3 separate regions of the Mus musculus genome follow, and regions 1 and 2 are each linked to region 3. The links are chromatin contacts, called in public HiChIP or PLAC-seq maps. All regions are on one chromosome and are shown on one strand. Each heading gives the region's core, a stretch centred on a gene start, on an enhancer-like site or on the middle of the called end of the contact. The rest is flanking DNA. Distances are from core to core; before and after follow the strand shown. Region 1 has its middle 90 kb from the start of Gm5464. Region 2 holds the start of Gulo (gulonolactone (L-) oxidase). Region 3 holds the start of Trim35 (tripartite motif-containing 35).

Region 1 (3,207 bases), core at 605-3,104, 480 kb after region 3:
GATCCCCATAGCAGATATAAAGAGGCCAGTCACAGTGCTGGACAATCAGCATTCAAAGATGTTACCGTGCATTGCACAAAGCCAGCTTCAGAGCTGTGGGTTGTCATCCAAGCCTTGTTAAGTACTCTTCAGATCCGTCATTTAAATGTTCTTTAAAGCAGCAGATCTTCCAGGACTGGGACAAGAGACCCTGTCTTAAACATGGTACAAGCCAAGGGGCCAACATCCAAGATTGTCTCCTGTCCCCCACATGCAAACCATGGTGCACATGCATGCACACACACACACACACACACACACACACACACACACCCCTTCCAATTTTTGTGGTTTCTCAGATGAAGACACTGGCATATTTTCTTTGCCCACCAGTCTTAACTGAAGTGAGTCCCTAGAGAAACCCAAGATGTGCTCAAGGACAAGAGAGTCAAGCAAGGAGGTCGCACCCTAGTCCTCAGACGTCACCATGGGAAGGACTCCCTCTTCCTAGAAGGCTACTGCTGGAAATCAAATTTAGAAAGGTGAAGTGCCTACCATAATAAACTAGAAGTGTGTGTGTGCCATCTGATTAACCATCAGCCACCAGCCTGGCAGACATCAGTTAAGGCCCCCAGCCCTGCTATCTCCACTAAAGGATAGATTTTATACACAAATGCTTACCACTCCAGAACATCCAAACACTCGTAAATCCCTACTGGCTTATCTTGTGGACAAGCAGAATTACCACAGCTCTGTATGGAGCTGTGCTCCATTCTTGGGAGGCTATGGTTGGTGTGGTGTGAGGATTACTGGGAACAATGGGGAGCACGAAGAGAAGCAACCATGAAGAGTCTGACTGCAGACACTGCAACTCCAGTTCCAGAGGATGCAGAACCCTCTTCTGGCCTCTTCAGGCACTGCATGCCTCTGGTATACATACATACATACATACATACATACATACATACATACATACATACATTCATACCTTTGGAAGACCCAGGAATCTTGGTCCCAATGTCAGCGTGGTAGCAGCAGTAACAACAGAGCAGATGAGCCAATAGCAAGACGTGAACTTAAGCAGACAAAGCAACAATGCTTCCTTCCCTTTGAATTCCTATGTGTCTGACTACTGTCAGAAAGTGCCACCCATTCTGGAGTAGGGGCTCCCCACAGTCAGTCCACTCTGAAAATGGCCTCACAGATCTACCCAGTCCTGTGTCTCTTAATTGATTTCAAATCCAATAAACTTGGGCATGAGACCAACCACCTAGGGGAATGCCTGGACCTTTAGGGGAACATCAGATACCACCTGAGAATCCATCTGATTCCTAAGGACCCAAATAGTTTTTGTGATCTAATAACCTTCACAGGGGAAGGGGGCTGTGTCAATCAACTAACAAATGCAGTTTCAACTCAAGTCCAGAGTACAGTGAGCCCAAATGGTACAAGGAAAATGACTGCTCCTTACCCATTTCTTCTCCATGCCCCGAATAAACAATTAGAATGTTGCGACACAATGACAGAATTCCACACTGGCTCTCTGGCACACACAGCAAGAGCTGCTGTTGTAGGAAAGATTGAGCCCAACATCCTTGCTCTGCTCGGACAGCAAACCTCAAACTGTACCATGTCCCAAGTGGCACAGCGCAGACATCATCCGCAGCTTCACTGCACGTTCAAGGCCAGCTTGAGCTACATGATAACCAAAATAAAATGAAATGTGCAGTTCTGACCCATTTACTCAACTAAATGGGGACTGGGGATAAGGAAGTGACTGTGGCAAGCTAAGACCCCCAAAGCAAACTGTTCTGTCGCTTGGGCCTTATGACCCAGAATGTCCATGATGCATGAAATCTCCATGGAAACCAGCAGGATTGTGTGAAGACTCCGACATGCTTCAGTGGCGGCAGCATCCTGCAGGGCTGGGAAGCTTCGGATCAGAGCACTGTTCTCGCTGTCAGCCAAACATTTCCCACTTCAGAAATGGCTCCCAGCTTACAACTGGGCCTGCTAAAGACTGAACCCCCTGGCCATGACACATCCTGGGGCTCTGTGTGGCCTGAGCTGCCATTTTGAATGGGACGTGGTAGGACACAGTACCTCCCAGGGCTAGGAATTTTAAGTTCTGGGATGTATGTGTGTATGTACTAATGGTAGACTGAATCCAAGCTGAGCAGCTTCAAAGACACAACACACCCATGCAGATGCCTCGGGCTGGCCAACACCCCACCCTCATCTTCGCATTCCCTGACTCAAGCCAACCTATAAAACTAGCCTAGTCTATTTCCTATCTTTCTGAGGAACACCATGGCTTGCAGCTTACAGTCTATCACTGAGGGAAATCAGGGCAGAAACTCAGGACAGTAACTTGGAGACAGGCACTAAAGCCAAGGCCAGGGAGGAGTGCTGCTTATTGATGTGTTCTTTGTAGTTGACTCCGATTTCTTTTATGCAATCCAGGACCCCCTACCCAAAGGTAGCACAGACTACAGTGGTCTGGGCCCTCCCACATCCATTAGTAATGAAAAAAACACCTTGCCTACAGGCCAATCTGATGGAGGCAGCTTCTTAGTTGAGGCTTTCTCTTGCTGGGTGTCTTTAGTTTGTTTCAAGTTAGTAAATGCAAGTGAGCACAGCCACGTAGTGGGGATTCCTTCTCAGCCGTTGACTAAAGGGAGAAATGGACTCTGGCCCTGCCGGTGGGTGGTTCCAAGCAAAACAGGAACGGGAAATGGGCTAATAGCCCACTTCATGGTGCTCTGAAGGACAGAGAAAACCTTCAATCAACACATTGTCTGTCTTCTAAGAAGAGGTAGTCAGAGGCAGAGACTTCAACTGATTTTGGTAGAGGAGATAATGTCCCAGCAGTTGGTCAGGGAGTTGGAGAGAACAGGATTGAGGATTAGCGACCAGATATGAAGGTGGATCTGTGACTATTGATCGATGTGGAGACATGCATGCACGTGACTGGGTTTCCTCCACAGCAGAGGCTCTGGTGGTCAGGAAGGTCTGAGCAGACATCCATCCATTAATGGGAACTCTGTCCACGGAAGCTGGTCTAATTACCATCCCTGTTTAATCCCTCAACGCAAAGACCAACATTGGACATGAATCATGGGACTTCTCCCTGGGGAGATTAGCAGTTATCTGGTTGTTGTTAATTGGTCTTGACCTCTCCCACAAAAAGGAGTCACGAATTTAACCTCACGACTACACTTTCTGTAT
Region 2 (3,052 bases), core at 423-2,922, 290 kb before region 3:
ATTCATGCATATATGTAGATGTTCATGTGTGTGCACAGGCTTGTGCTTAAATTGTATTTGCACAGGTATCTGTGCATTCCAGACTGTATGTGTACCTGTGCATAGGTGTTTGTGCATGTGTATATGTATGCATATGCACCTAGGTGTGTACATGGGTGTGCACGTGCATAGGTCTACAGGCATGTATGCTAGCACATCTGCCTGTGCCCAAGCACGCACAAATATATGCACACGTGTGTATGTGTGCATGGAGTTTATTACAGAGGTCAGGTTGGAGAGGTGAGTGTAGACATGGCTGCCCCTGGTATACTGCTGTATAGGCTTGAAGTGGGCATAGAACATTACAACAGGCTGCGGAGCAGACCTGGAGCTGGGGAAAGCAGGAAGAAGAGCCTTGCCTTTACCCAACCAGGCCAGCAGGAAGCCTCACATCCAGCGTCTTCCAGAGCGAGGGTTGTGGCTGCAGGCCGGGCAGCCCATGTGGTGTTCATGGGCACCTACCTCTCTGACCTCCCCCACTGATGTGGGCTGGTAGTACATCTCTGGACTGCAGCCATAGGTCTTCGCCCAGTTTTGGAACTGGACCCCTTTGTACCCATGGACCTATACCAGGAAGAAAGCCAGGTCTCAGTAGGCAAGCAGTCACTGTCCTCTCTGTATGTCACATCACCAACCCCAAACCCCGTAGACACAAAGAGGAGAGGACATGGCCACAGCACAGAGAGCCCCAGCTCCCTTTGGCTACTATGGTTCTTAGGTCAAGGGCCACTAGGAAGATCAAACAGCACCGGCTGCTCAGAAGCTGGCAGCCCACACCCAGCATCCTAATGCTATCTTTGATCACTCCAGGTCAGAATGGTGGGAATTCTGCCCATTCTGAAGGCCAAAGCGATAGATGGGATCAAAGACAAGGACAAATCCTGATAAGCCAGGACTCGGGTCAATTCCTGCTCCAGGTGCGCATTATGGATGGCCCAGCAGATAAGTAGGGCGGTCTGAGAAAGGGCTGGAGGAGAAGGCGCTGGAGGCAAGGGCTGGGGTCTGACTTCCCTGGCAGGGAAGGGGTATCCCTTAGGTGTTCCATGGTGGTAGCATCTTAGCCTCTAGCCTGGGAATCAGAATCATGTTTTCTGCACACCACTGTATAGCCAGCCAGATACGGTGGGTCTTCTGTGTGTCCTGGCTTATTAGATCTTACAATAATGTCACGAAACAGGACATTAGTCTTCTTTTAGCTGTCAAAATTAAGGCTCAGAGCAGTCAGGGTCTTCCCTAAGTTCACACAGAAGCCCAGTGAAGGCATTAAGAGGTCAGCCCAAGCCTTCCACTTTCATATCTCTTCTAACACCCCAACCGTTCCCCAAGTTCACTTGGGGGATCCCCAGTGGCCCCTCTGATGGCCCCAGCCTTGGTCTGACTTTACCTTCCCTCACTTGGCTCACAGATGCAGCCTGGACACAGCCGGCTGTATCTACTGGCGGTCTCACAGACCCCCTATCATTCCTACCATGATTCCAGCGATCAACAGGGTCAGACGACTTGACTTGAAGCGTTCCCACAGGAAGTTGAACAAAGCCCTGGGCAGCAGCAGATGCAGTGGTCAGGCAACCTCGGCTCTGGGTTACCTCAGGCAGAACGGGACTGGAAGTTTAGCCACAGGTACCAAGAAAGGCAGGAAACCGGTGTTGAACAGGCTCCTCCCCCTGCAAGACCCAGGCAATCTGTAAACAGCAGCTGGGTCCCGCCCCCTGCCCTCTGTCTGCGAGCTCCAAGGAAGCTCGGGAGGTGTAGGTTAAACAGCAGCATCTGTGCCCCTGAAACCCACTGCTGGAGCTCTGAGCCCAACCTTGGGAGTCCAGAGCCAAACACCACTGTCAGGCTCAGACCTAGGCTAGCTGCCTACGCGTCTGACTTTGGCCGCTTTAAAGCCAGGTACCCATGCAGCTCTTGTACTGAGCCATCCAAACACTGCCCCCCACCCCCCACTATGTTTGGTGATTGTGGGAAGGGACAGCTGAGTATAGTCTAGTGCCATTCAGAATCAGTACCCGGTATTCTACTGAAGCAGTCAGGTGGAGGCTGTTTTGGTTAAAAAAAAAAAAAAAACAAAAACAAAAACAAAAAACCCAGACTCTTCACTTGGGTCTACAAGGTACCTAAAAGCAGGGTGGGAGCCTGACACCGCTATCTTCATTTTGTGTCTCCTCCCCTGAAGGCATGGAAATAAGTCATTTCCCATAGAGTCACTTTGGATATGTTTGTTTGTTTGCTTGCTTGTTTTTTTCCAGACAGGGTTGCTCTGTGTAGCCCTGTTATCCTGGAACTCACACCTTAGCCCAGGCTGGCCTTGAACTCACAGATCTGCCTGCCTCTGCCTCCCAAGTGCTGGGATTTAAGGCAGGTTCCACCACGCCTGGCTACCATGGATTCTAAGAATAACAAAACCTCAGAGTAGGGACCACCTTCCAAAAGAGGGTGGTTATCTGTGAAGGTGAGGCTGTGCCCTGGAGTCCAAGGACCCATGAGAACTAAATAAGCTCTGGTGTAGAAAACAAAAAGGCCTTGTGCACACAGATAAGCAGGGTGGAGAAATCAGGAAAGTTTCTGGCAGTGAATCTGGTCCATGGTATGAGGTGCATGGCTGCTCTTCCTGGAATGGCTGGAGTGATGTAGTTTTACAGTCTGGTGATTCTTTGCTGTCTGATGAGGCAGACTCTGTCATATCTTCCAGGCTTACTGCTTTTACTTATTCCAGACCCTTTCCTCCTAAATGTTATGATTGATGTCTCTTGCGTTTCATTCACAACAGTGTAAGTGACTTCTGTGTGATCTTAGGGCCAGGCCAACCTTAGCTCCCACAGATGCTATGTTTACCTTAGTCAAGATCCCTAGACCATTATCTCGAACATTGTTTCAGCAAGAAACCATCTTACAGATGAAGCCATAGGTACTTAGCCAAGAGCTTCAATGTAAACCTGTTTTAAGCTTTGTGGCCTTCACGGAGCTGAGTTAATTGTTATCTGAACACTTCCCCTCAGTAATTCTGCGGTGC
Region 3 (2,845 bases), core at 190-2,689:
CCTGTGAAAGAAACCATGGCCAAAAGACCTCTGGGTCATGGTCTGTTGAGGGATGCCAAGGCAGGGAAACTCAAAGCAGGAACCTGGAAGCAGGAACTGAAGAGGCCACCATGGAGGGGGTACTGCTTAACAGGTGGCTCCTCATGGCTTGCTCAGATTGCTTCTTTATACAAGCACCTGCCCTGGGGGGGGGGGGGTTGAGGGAGTGCATGGGGGGAGGGACATAGCCCACAGGGGACTAGGCCTTCCCAAATCAATCAAGCCTCCTACAGAACCATCTTATGGATGGTTTCTTCCATAAGATGTTTTCTCCCTTCAGGTTTCCTCTTTCCAAATGACTCCAGCTTGCGTCAAGTTGACAAAACTTACCAGCATGGACTTTCCATAAACACCACCAGTGGCTTTACAGGAAGAAGTGAGATCTGAGCAGGCAGGCTTGTCTGTCTGGGCATGTGACTCTCTCTATCGCATCAAGATGCAGCAGGAAGGCTGGCACACAGTTCTTGAATATCCCTGCCTCTGGAACCTCTATTCTTTATAAACCATCCCGTCTGTGGTTCTGGCAAGAGGAATAGGAAAGAGACCCAAACACACTGCCTTTTGTAATTGTTTATCTAGTGCATTTTTTAAAAATTGTTTCATATGATCCCAAGGAATTTGCAAATCTGCAGTGCCTTGCTGAATTAGTGTGTATGTTGGGGTAAGACAGCAGCGGAAGGTTACAAATATCAACTAGGAATGGGCAGCTGGGAACATTCAGACTGCCTTTCTTGCCAGAATCCAAAGTGGATTTTTTTTTTTTTTTTAAGTGTCCCTGTGTAACCCAGGCTGGTCTCAAACTCTTGATCCTCCTGCCCCAGCCTCCCAAATGCTGAGATTACAAGCATGTTCATCACGACTTTCTCACCCTGACTTTAATGAAGATGCCACGAGCATGCTTCCCTATTAATTTCGTTCTCACACGTCCTTTTCACGGAAACCACCATTTTACACTGGAACTCATTTATCCAACCACAAGCCGGGAATCTCAACTCCTCAGGTCTTCCCGCTACCTCGAGGTGGCAGTAAGCCCGACCAAAGTCAGCGGACGACCTATGTGAGGGTTTTGAGAAACCATTCCCAGTGCTGCATGACCTCCCCCCCCCCTACTGCTTTGGGCCCAGGTTCAGACCCCACCTAGGGAGCTCAGGAGTTAAGCCATGGACATCCCTTCCCATCTATACCAGGAGTCTGAGATAGCGGGAATTGCTTAAGGATGGCGGCCCGTGGCTTCACTTCCTATTTGACAACGGAAACCCGACACTGCAGTGGGACGACAGATCCTTCCGCCTTGGAGCTAACGGAGATCGCGGACCACACCTCCTCTGGGAGACCCCGCGCAAGACGGAAGTGGGAGGGTCCACGCCCTCAAAGCCCATCCGTGATTGGTTGGAGCCGCCTTAAGCTCCCAGATCTTCAGCAGGGACAACGCCCGCAGGCTAGGCATGAAGGCGGCGACACCGGTGGTGGTGACGGCGGCTGCTCCTGCGATGGAGCCGGGCCCTTCTGTGTCCCCGGGGCCTTCGCGCTCCTTCAAAGAGGAGCTGCTGTGTGCCGTGTGCTACGACCCGTTCCGCGACGCAGTAACTCTGCGCTGTGGCCACAACTTCTGCCGCCGGTGCGTGAGCGGCTGCTGGGAGGTGCAGACGACGCCCTCGTGTCCGGTGTGCAAGGAACGAGCGGTGCCCGGGGAGCTGCGCACCAACCACACGCTCAACAACCTGGTGGAGACCTTGCTGCGCGAGGAGGCTGAGGGCGCGCGCTGGACCGGTCGCCGGTCCCCGCGCCCCTGCCGTGCGCACCGTGCCCCGCTCACGCTCTTCTGCCTGGAGGACAAGGAGCTGCTGTGCTGTGCTTGCCAGGCCGACGCCCGGCACCAAGAGCATCGTGTGCAGCCCATCAAGGACACTGCGCAAGACTTCCGGGTGAGCACCGCGCCAGCCCGCCCTGGGGACCCCCGGCCTGCCCCTCCCCCTCCTCCAGGCCTAGCAACCATCTTGCCCCCGGTCCAGGCCAATCTGAACAACGATGGGGAATAGTATGGTCTGCAGACATTTGGGCTTGGCGCGGTCATTTTAGAAATGGAAGAGGCCAGGACCTAGCAGAGTTCTAAGGCCTTGAGATTTCCCCTGCCCAGCAGTGCCTTGATCAACGGGTTACAGAGCCGTAAGAAAGGCCTGTGGCGCTTGCCTGCTGCCTTGCTCCTCTTACTCTTAGTATCCAAATATCTGGAGTTCCAGTGGTTATAATTAAACCAAGAGCAGCTGACACAGCAAAACTAGCATGGCGGGGAAGGGTGGGTGTCGGGGCTGTAGGAGATCACGCTAGGCAAGTACTTTACCTCGCAGCTGCACCCCAAGCCTACTTTTGATTTTGAGCCAAGCTCTTAAATTAGCCAGGATGGCCTTGAACTTTTCTTTGCTTGCCTCAGCCTTTCGAGTGGCTGAGATTGCAGGCTTGTGCCACCAGGCCCAGTGAAAAAGTCTTTGTTCTAAAACAGAAAAAAAAAAAAAAAAAAGGCAGACATTTTCGATAACAATTTGACCTAATCGCTTAGATATGCATGCTCCATTGCTTTCCAAAACATTCATACTGACATATTGACTGATTTTTCTTTTTTTAAAGGGTTTCTGAAATGTCCATTTTACTCTGGCAGTATCTTGTTACTTTTCTCGTTTAAAGTCATTGATGTACTGAAACAGCTAAATTTGTTTCATCAGCCACTAACACACGGGTCAGACCCACAGTTGGGAGGGCCCAGGGTTAGCCACTAGGAAGCCTGACATAGTGAAAAGGAGGTACTGTA

What was found. HiChIP or PLAC-seq counts read pairs in DNA pulled down with a chosen protein or histone mark.
Region 1: an H3K4me3 HiChIP or PLAC-seq map of forebrain shows a contact between it and region 3, with 8 times the contacts expected there. The contact joins the enhancer-like site here to the promoter of Trim35 in region 3. A contact is called at or near these places in 5 of 39 promoter capture datasets (the 3T3-L1 cell line, cranial neural crest, frontonasal cranial neural crest and 2 more), 1 of 15 datasets of contacts at CTCF or cohesin (large pre-B cells), 22 of 484 Hi-C or Micro-C datasets (B cells, the Ba/F3 cell line, the G1E-ER4 cell line and 15 more), 21 of 115 datasets of contacts at active chromatin or transcription factors (bone marrow-derived macrophages, cardiomyocytes, craniofacial prominence and 12 more) and 1 of 9 other capture datasets (embryonic stem cells).
Region 2: an H3K27ac HiChIP or PLAC-seq map of embryonic stem cells shows a contact between it and region 3, with 2.1 times the contacts expected there. The contact joins the promoter of Gulo here to the promoter of Trim35 in region 3. A contact is called at or near these places in 3 of 484 Hi-C or Micro-C datasets (epidermal suprabasal cells, nephron progenitors and trophoblast stem cells), 2 of 115 datasets of contacts at active chromatin or transcription factors (both in embryonic stem cells) and 1 of 9 other capture datasets (adipose tissue).

The regions. Positions count from the first base shown.
Region 1 is chr14:66,777,482-66,780,688 of GRCm38.p6, forward strand. No RefSeq gene overlaps it. Among named protein-coding and RNA genes, the nearest start is that of Gm5464, 90 kb to the right of the region's middle. Within about 2 kb of position 1,855, at least 4 of the 459 cell types and tissues checked have an H3K27ac peak or open chromatin away from gene starts, as enhancers often do.
Region 2 is chr14:66,007,538-66,010,589 of GRCm38.p6, forward strand. It overlaps Gulo (gulonolactone (L-) oxidase), which reads right to left and starts at 1,673. Exons shown (of 12, transcript NM_178747.3): 1 at 1,508-1,673; 2 at 502-603. The coding sequence starts at 1,510.
Region 3 is chr14:66,295,586-66,298,430 of GRCm38.p6, forward strand. Trim35 (tripartite motif-containing 35) reads left to right here and starts at 1,440. Exons shown (of 6, transcript NM_029979.3): 1 at 1,440-1,964. The coding sequence starts at 1,485. It overlaps 1700001G11Rik (RIKEN cDNA 1700001G11 gene), which reads right to left and starts at 1,544. Exons shown (of 3, transcript NR_038077.1): 1 at 1,224-1,544; 2 at 370-559; 3 at 1.